Regions from separate parts of the Drosophila melanogaster genome. Here all the other regions are linked to region 3. The links are chromatin contacts, called in public Hi-C and targeted proximity ligation maps. All regions are on one chromosome and are shown on one strand. The core of a region is the stretch at or near the end of the contact, and the rest is flanking DNA. Distances in the headings are between cores, read along the strand shown.

The links. Hi-C and Micro-C count contacts between places; a contact is called where the count stands out from the background.
Region 1: a targeted proximity ligation map of the Kc167 cell line shows a contact between it and region 3, with 4 times the contacts expected there. A contact is called at or near these places in 15 of 107 Hi-C or Micro-C datasets (the Clone 8 cell line, the D17-c3 cell line, the Kc167 cell line and 6 more) and 2 of 7 datasets of targeted methods (both in the Kc167 cell line).
Region 2: a Hi-C map of the Kc167 cell line shows a contact between it and region 3, with 3 times the contacts expected there. A contact is called at or near these places in 2 of 107 Hi-C or Micro-C datasets (the Kc167 cell line and the S2 cell line) and 2 of 7 datasets of targeted methods (the Kc167 cell line and the S2 cell line).

The regions. Positions count from the first base shown.
Region 1 is chr3L:11,486,131-11,488,830 of dm6, reverse strand. It overlaps chrb (charybde), which reads right to left and starts at 1,281. Exons shown (of 4, transcript NM_140213.5): 1 at 230-1,281. The coding sequence starts at 296.
Region 2 is chr3L:11,528,395-11,531,094 of dm6, reverse strand. All of the region lies in intron 1 of Mob2 (Mob2,), which reads left to right. Among named protein-coding and RNA genes, the nearest start is that of Fuca, 7.0 kb to the right of the region's middle.
Region 3 is chr3L:11,283,422-11,286,121 of dm6, reverse strand. It overlaps lncRNA:CR45404 (long non-coding RNA:CR45404), which reads right to left and starts at 1,391. Exons shown (of 1, transcript NR_124881.1): 1 at 942-1,391.

The sequences.
Region 1 (2,700 bases), core at 32-2,531, 200 kb before region 3:
CATGTAGCTAAAAGTAGCTAAACATTGAACTCGTTGCTTGAAAACTTTAGTAAATCAACATTAGAAACGAACTTTTTTAGCTCACACAAAAAGTTGTAAAACCACGATTTTTGTTATATTTTCTTATTAAAACCAGAAGAAAGACAAATATCAGAAAAGTTCAAGTTTGCTTTTCTCTTCAAATCTTGTTCTATTTAAAAATCTAGATTATTTTGCTATGTGAACTTACCTTTAATTTTATTAACACCGAATTTTCCCTGAATGTGATTTTGTACTGAGAGCACTTCCATCTTCATAGAGCCGCCGTTGCAACTGCTATTTTGTGTGTTTTCAGCCGATTGTTGGATTTATAATGAAAGTCTGCCGCCTGCTGCTGCCACCGAATGCGAATGCGATTATATAGGCTATAGGCGTTTGATCTCGACCGACTTTCGATGCGTTTAATATATTGCGTGGGTGTGAATAGTTGTAGTTTAACGTACGTATAGAAATGCACTTTAATCACAAGAATTTGATTTTACTTCGCGTGTGGTTAGGTGTTTTATTGTGTGTTTACTTTGTTGTGTGTGTGTATGTGGTGGAGAGTTCGATTTTCCAGCGACAGCGTTTTAACAAACAATTGGAAAAGTATCAACAACTAAATTTGTTATTCTAGTTAAACATTTCAATTCAATACATTCTAAAAAATCAACGCAAATTGCCGCCCCGTTCAGCTCTCTCTCGCTATTTTCTTCCTCTGGGCTTTCGCTTCCCCTTTTTGTCTCGCTCTGTCTGGTTTCCTTTTTAAATTTAAGCACAGCACATGGTTTTGATTTAATTCATGACGTTCTTGTTGTTTGGACAGAGATTTTAATTTCGTATTTATCTTTGCTTTGCTTTCCTACATATGGCGGAGTTTCAAGTGCTGATGGCTGCGTTTCGTTTGTAGAAGTATTCTTTTCTGGTTTTCCGATTTTCTGGCTCTAATTCTTCTCGTTCTGCCCCTTATGTGCCGATGTGCTATGTTTGGCGGCCGCGTTTCGACTGCGGTTTTTTTCAGAAGTTCGTGTGAAGCGTACTACAAAATTTTCACTCAGCGCTCGCTCAGCTGTTTCTGTTTCTGTCTCTGTGTTGGTGCGAGCGAGAGAGCTTGGAAATAGCTGAATCAGAAGAAGAAGAGGAGGACGATGAAAAACTGGAACTGCGGCAACGGCAACAACTTCGATAACGGGACACGCTGGAGAGCTGAGCTGAGCGGAGCGGAGCAGTTTTCCAAACAGTTTTCCAAAGCTACTATCCGGCCGGCTCGCGTGCTGCTGCTTTTATACCAATTTTCCACGCCGGCTGCGCTGCCGGCGTCGCAGCTTTTCATTTTCCTTTTCCTTGGCCGTGAACTCTCTCTTGAGCGACTTGGCACTCTTTTGCAACCGGTGATCAGCTGTTCTTAAAGACACTTAAGAGCAGTTGAGCGGCTCGCTCTCTTGAGTGTTTTAGTTTTGAGAGTTGAGCAAAACTGTCGGTCTCTTTGAGTGCATTGTTTTCAAAAATAATTGGTAAAGTCTATAATCCCAATTGTTAATTCTCTTTGCTTCTATCTATGGATATCATTTGCACGTAATATAAAGTTTGTTGTTTAATAACTTGTATGTTATCTTGAAGCTATTTTTAACAAAAAATGTTTTTTTTTTATGGAAAAATATAATTTCAGTTATTCTTTTAACCTAAAATGAAATTTTCTTAATCTTAAATGTGTTTTTTATTGTTAGAATTAAAAAGGTAGAATATCAAGAGAACGAATATGAAATCGAAATTATAAAAAAAAAAACATTGGGTTTCTGCTTAAGAACCCAAATATCTAAATATTAGCATAGCGTTCTGTAAAGAAAATCGCAAATTGCGAGAGAAAAAACCTGGAGGCGGTTTTCTGTAATTTGGCATTTTAGTTTGTTCCTTTCTTTTTCATTTGAATCTCGTAACAAAATTTATGGTGTTTTGGGGAATATGCCGACTGCACAGACTGATGGTATTCATATATGTACATATGTATGTATATAGTAGATACATACATAAGTACATATGTTGATGCTCGTATATTTGGCCTTTACCGGATGACAAGACCCATTGTACCGCCTCCAGTTCTGTTGGTAACGGAATGGAGGGGAGAACAAGAAAATGGATGAAAATGCTTCGCCGACACAGGACACAGGGCCTGTCACTGTTTTAACAATTCATCTTAATAGAAATAAAAAATGGCGCCGCTGGCGTTGGACAGTCCGGCTGACACCACCCGCCCCCTTTCTGGACACCCCATCCGCACCCCTACTTATCCCTTATGCCATATCCCCCTTATCCGCACTCCACCCACTCCACCCACTCCCCTTTTCCTATTTGTCACTGGCTCGTTGTGGGTGCTCCTCCGCTCTCCATTGGATCAGCTTTGGAGAAAGCATCCGCATTTCCCCTTGTCTAGTTGCTGCTGCTGCTTTTTTTCTGTGTGAAGTTGGGGGGATTTACACATGTCAGTTAATGCTGAAAAAATGTTTACACAACACAATTGCCTGGCGGAGGGCGCGGGGGAGTGGCACAGTGCCCAGCATGGGGCTACTGCCGCACCAGGGTACAGAGAAAAAAAAAGAGAAAAATATATTCCAAAAAAATGAGGGGATTTTTTCGAAGAACTCGCCTATTCAGCCTACAAAATATGTTTCCAAACTAAACAAA
Region 2 (2,700 bases), core at 20-2,519, 250 kb before region 3:
TTTGTTATGCCTACCATATGTGTGTCATACGGATAGAAATTTTGCAAAAATCCTGTCATGCTGAAATACTTTAATGTTTACATTTAATTTACTAGTTTATCAAAGGGAAATACTCATGCATATATGTATTTGCTTTTGAAATAATCATTTCATCTTATTTATTTAAAATTTAAAACTGCTCCTACTAAAAATGATTGTAAATCAAACTCACGCTTTTGCTAAGCTAACTAAAAATGTATGCTTAGCTAAGTAAATGCAGAGATAACCAACTAAAACTCGACTGCTTTTTTGTGTACAATTTTCGAGTGACTAGCGATTTTTAACTATGATATGCATTATGCATATGTATGTGTATAAAAAGCAGCACCTCACTTCACCTACCTATTTACAATTAGTATCTGGGGTGCGATGGGGCAACAGCAAAAGGCTTTTAATTGATAGATCAATATCACGATGATTGGTTTTGTGCGTAGCATATGGCGAGCGAGGCCTATCGCAATATTTTTCGGGGTAAATGGCACACGAGAGCGATGTCGGGAAAGCCCGTGAGCTTATCTAAAATGATGGAGTTGGTGGGGGCTAAATGGACATGTGTGTTCAGGGCCACTCTAATGGGGGAGGGGTTGGGAGGTGGTTCTCATATGGCCCAATTCCTAGTCCCTTCGCTTTGCCACCTCCCTGGGGTGTTGGGTGTGTTTTGGGGCCATATGCTTCGAATCGAAACAATAAGAAATATAACATTAGGTCAGGTTCTCGACCATGTATTGAATTCCCTTGGCTCTGGTCGCCTTCTCTTCTCCTTTGGCTAATTGTTTTTTTTGGCCAGTTCTGAATGTTTCAAACTATATTCGCTTTATCTACGACACAAGGTCAAAGCCACAGCTAAACCCACCCACATTTTGGGCACTCTTTCGTGCCAATACGAAAATGATGAGTTGGAATTTCAATTTTATTTATCACCAATTTTTTATGCACCCATTTTGGCCATACCATCCATCCATTTCGATTTTTTGTGGCTTTTAGTTTTAGGTTTTCGCTCGACTCGTAGCGATGGCACACGAAATGCGATATAAAATCCAAACGTGCGAATATATTTGCGGCCTATTCTGCGATATAGAAGCGAGGTGTTTATGTGATAAAAGAAAAATAGAAGATATTATACGGGAAACCCCATAAAACACACATTTAATACGACTTGTATGTGACGTTTCCGAGGAACTTCTTGTGAAATTGCAAGAAACCGAAAGAAGTCGACTTATCGCGCCACACAACACGTCACTTCGATTGGCCCCAGTGTGTAAATTGAGTGTGTGGGTTAATGGTTTGTTTGCCAGTAGTTCCCATTCGATCGGAGGTGCAATAAAGTTGTCGCACGAATCGGTAATCGACTAAGAGCTTTTCCAAGTGAGAACGTGTTTTACAGTTCACCATCTTGAAAAAAATGTGTCAAGGCGACTGACGGACGAAGGTACCTAAACTCAGGTTGAGAACTGGAAAGGGAAAGTTTACAAATCGAATAAAGTAGGATTAAACTGGATTTTATAATACACGGATGTACAAATGTACAAATCTTCACGTTTAAGTTAGTTCTTTTATATATATATATATAGAGTCCTAGAAATTCCCACTTTCTTTATCAAAATACTTCTACTTCTTCTTCATTTCAACAACTTCTAAAAATGTTATAAAATGTAATCAACAAATGTAACAAATTTAAAGAACTATTTTCCAATATTATCCAAAGAAAGTCCATTTAGTTTGCAAATGAGTTGGCGTGAGTCAAGGATTTGATTTGCACTCGAAACCAGTGCTCTGTGTCCTTGATTACAGGGTACGACGCGCCTTGAGTTCCGCCCAATCTTAGTGTGCCATCTAGTGTGCCAGACTGCATCCGGCCATTTAAATTGGAACCGGAGCGCACAATCCATTCACGTCGACCTTTCGTCGCCTCTGACCTGACACGCAAATTTTGTGCGACAAGAGCGAAGGTGGTGTTGGTGGCGGCGTCACACAGATCGATGTGCGATGTGGAGGTCCTTGGCATTATTTGGCACTTGATGGAATAACTATTAGTTAGAGTGCCACCGCTAATGCTAATGCTAATGCCCCAATCCCACCGTATGCCACTCCAACTGCCACTTAAATGCGGGCGGGTGGATTTGCATTATCTGAATGAAAAAAAAAAAAAAAATAACTGAACGGGAAAGTCGCTTGTCTGGTGGTTACCTGTGCGCCACGCCTCGCCGCCTCCCAGCAAATAATGGGGAACAAAAGCGCACATTTGTCTGATATTCAAATGTACACACGATGACTATATACTTCAATGAATGTGTACATACATATTATATATGTACGTACGTACCTACATATGTGTTTGGATTTCGAGTTTTATCAGCACGCTTCGCCGATATCGTGCGGGCACAACGGGCGGCGTTGGGTGGGTGGCATAATTATAATCAGAACTAAGTTTATTTGTTTAAATGCCTAAAGAGACGCATTTGCCACCGTCTCTCCGGTCGACTGATAAATGTTTATTAAACTCGGTTATGCCCATGAGCACGGCCACGCACTTTTTTCGAGCTCTTTGCATAAATATAAACAATATGGAGGCAAATATGAAAAGACTTGTTGATTCTTAGTTTTGATAAGCGTTATGCTTTTTATTCTTTTCTTTTGAGGGGTTTTTGAAACTAGCCAAAG
Region 3 (2,700 bases), core at 142-2,641:
CCAACTTTTGTGTAATTTCCTTCGCGACACGATAAGTATCTCAAACTGTGTTTGTCGTTTTATCACCACTTTTGACGGCCTGTGACTACGAGTAATCATGGCAGGCAAATATCAATCATGTTCAGGCACGAATACTATGTACATCTGTACGTACGTATGTATGTGTGTATGTACGCATGTATGTACGTACGTATGTACGTATGTATGTGTCCACAGTGCCATTTGCCTTCCGATATAGGCGTCGACATCCCCAAGTTCAGTTCGTAGAATTGGCGCTGTTTTTCTACGAATCCAACTCGATCGTCTGCCACTTGGTCTCTGTGTTTTCACTGCACAGGGGCGTGGTTGTGTGGGGGGCGGGGGTTTGGGTATAGGCATTCGACGCTGCGATGTGAGGGGGGGTGGGGGCGGGTGCTGGCAATTGGCTTAAAGCTTGCCATCTGGAAATGACGCAATGTTTTCGAAAACACATCAACACCCGAGTTGCCTCTACAGTTGCTGTTAGCTTATTGTTTTGCTCGTTGTGTTTCGATTCGCTTGGCAAAATCAACAACAGCAGCTACAACAACAGCGATTACAATTGTTAATCTATATGGCATATAATCCTATATATATAGGTATATATATACATAGTTTGTATGCTTGTACATCGCGTAAACTAATGATAAATTCTAGTCGCGTATCCAACAATAATAGGACTGATTGATGCACTAGTAGAAAAATTAATCGAAAAAACTAAAACAATTTATACAAGTTTGCTCAATATAAAGATAGGTATTTTTTAACAAATTAAAAAAACTAAAATAATTTATACAAGTTTGCTCAATATGAAGATAGGTATTTTTCAACAAATTGATCGTTTTTGGATACATTTTTCTCATTGTTTAGACACTGCCAAAAGAGGGCTACGACTTTAGCTACAATGTTGCTGCTGTTATTGTAGCAACTATTGTTGCTGCTGTATGGGCCATAATGTTATTTACAAGTATTGTTGGTTTTCTTCCTCTTTTGTTGCTGTTGTTACTTTGTTTGAACAGCTCGTTCTTTGTTAATGTTGTCTACAAAGCCATTGGTGTTGTCTTGTGTCGGCAGTGTTGTTGCGTTTGTTTCTAATGTTGCTATGTTGCTTTTGTTTCTAATGTTGCTGCTACTGCTTTTGTTTTTGATGTTCCTGTTTAATGTTACTCCTGTCATGTTGCAGTTCCAGCTGTCAATGTTGCTCTCGTTCCACATGTTGTTGTAAATGTTGCTTAGGTTCCACATGTTGCTGTTAATGTTGCTCTTGTTCATATTCCCGCTGTTACATATGTTGCTTTTGCTGGAATTGTTGATAACATTTGCGTGTCTAACTAATGTTGCTGGCATTGCTCTTGTTTCTTTTAAAATTGCTGATAAAATGTTGCGGTATTATTGTTGTTCTTTTCTTTATCGTACATATGCCCCATCTTCTTGCTTTTCGCTCTTTAGTGTTAGTTGCCTTGTTTTTCTCATGTTGCTGTTACTCTTGATGTTGCTCTTGTTCCAGATGTTGCTTTTGTTGCTTATGTTACTGTTGCTGATGTTGCTGCTGCTAGAGTTGTTGATACCATTTAGCTATCTGATGTGGCTGTCATTGCTCTTGTTTCTTTTAATATTGCTGATAATTTGCTGGTGTATCATTGTTTTTCTTTTTTTATAGCACTTGTGCGCCTATCTTCTTGCGTTGCTACACATCTGTTAATAATACTGTTTTAGTTTTTTGTACCCTGCGTTCGTTGTTGCTATTGTTTCTGCCGCTGCTGCTCTGGGGGCCCCATGTCAGCAATCAACAGTTTGCCATAAATTATTTTTGCAAAATGCTCACGCTCCAATGCGACCCCAGGGAATCAGCAGCATATGCACACACTGAACAAACATATATGTACATACATATATGTATGTACATTTAGTACTGTATATGCAGGGAATGATAAGCTGCGAAACACATATATATGGTCCCATTGCGATTGTCGCGCAATCGAGCATTGAGCAAGTCCCCCAGCGAAACCCCATCCCCATAGCCATTTCGAACCGACCAGCCCCAACCGGCTGGCAACCCCATTTCCCAACCCATTCCACCTCCAAGAACATCTCCCGCAAGTCGCCAGATAAAGATAATAGTAATAACAACAATAATAATAATAATAAGAGAAGCCAGCGACAAGAGCCCTGCATTTGTCACTTCCAACATTGAGTAAGGTTGGAAAGTGTTGTAAATCAATTAGGCAAAAGCCTTCGCCGCCAGCTGAAAGTAAGACAGTTAACTACGTATTACACACAGAAAAATGTAGAGTACTTATCATACTAGTACTACAAAAATATTTGTGTATTTAAAAGATACCAAAGTAAACCAATGTCTATCCGGCATTAAATAAGGTTACTAAAATATAGAAAATGTATCTATTAACTATTTATCCTCAAAAGAAACTACTATTATAATATGTACAAGAACTTATGAAAATAACTTAAATATAGTGATTATTTTTCATGTTCTGAGTTCTTAACTTTTTTGTGTCATAAAACGACTACTTTTGCTACTGTGCACAGTTCCATAAAAGTAGTAAAGTGGGGGACTTGCACTGCCATTATGATTTATGGCAAAGCAAAATGCATAAATGCTGTTCGATCTGCTCGGGGATTGCATCTCCTGGTCGTAAATAACCCAGGGCCCGGAAGCCTGGA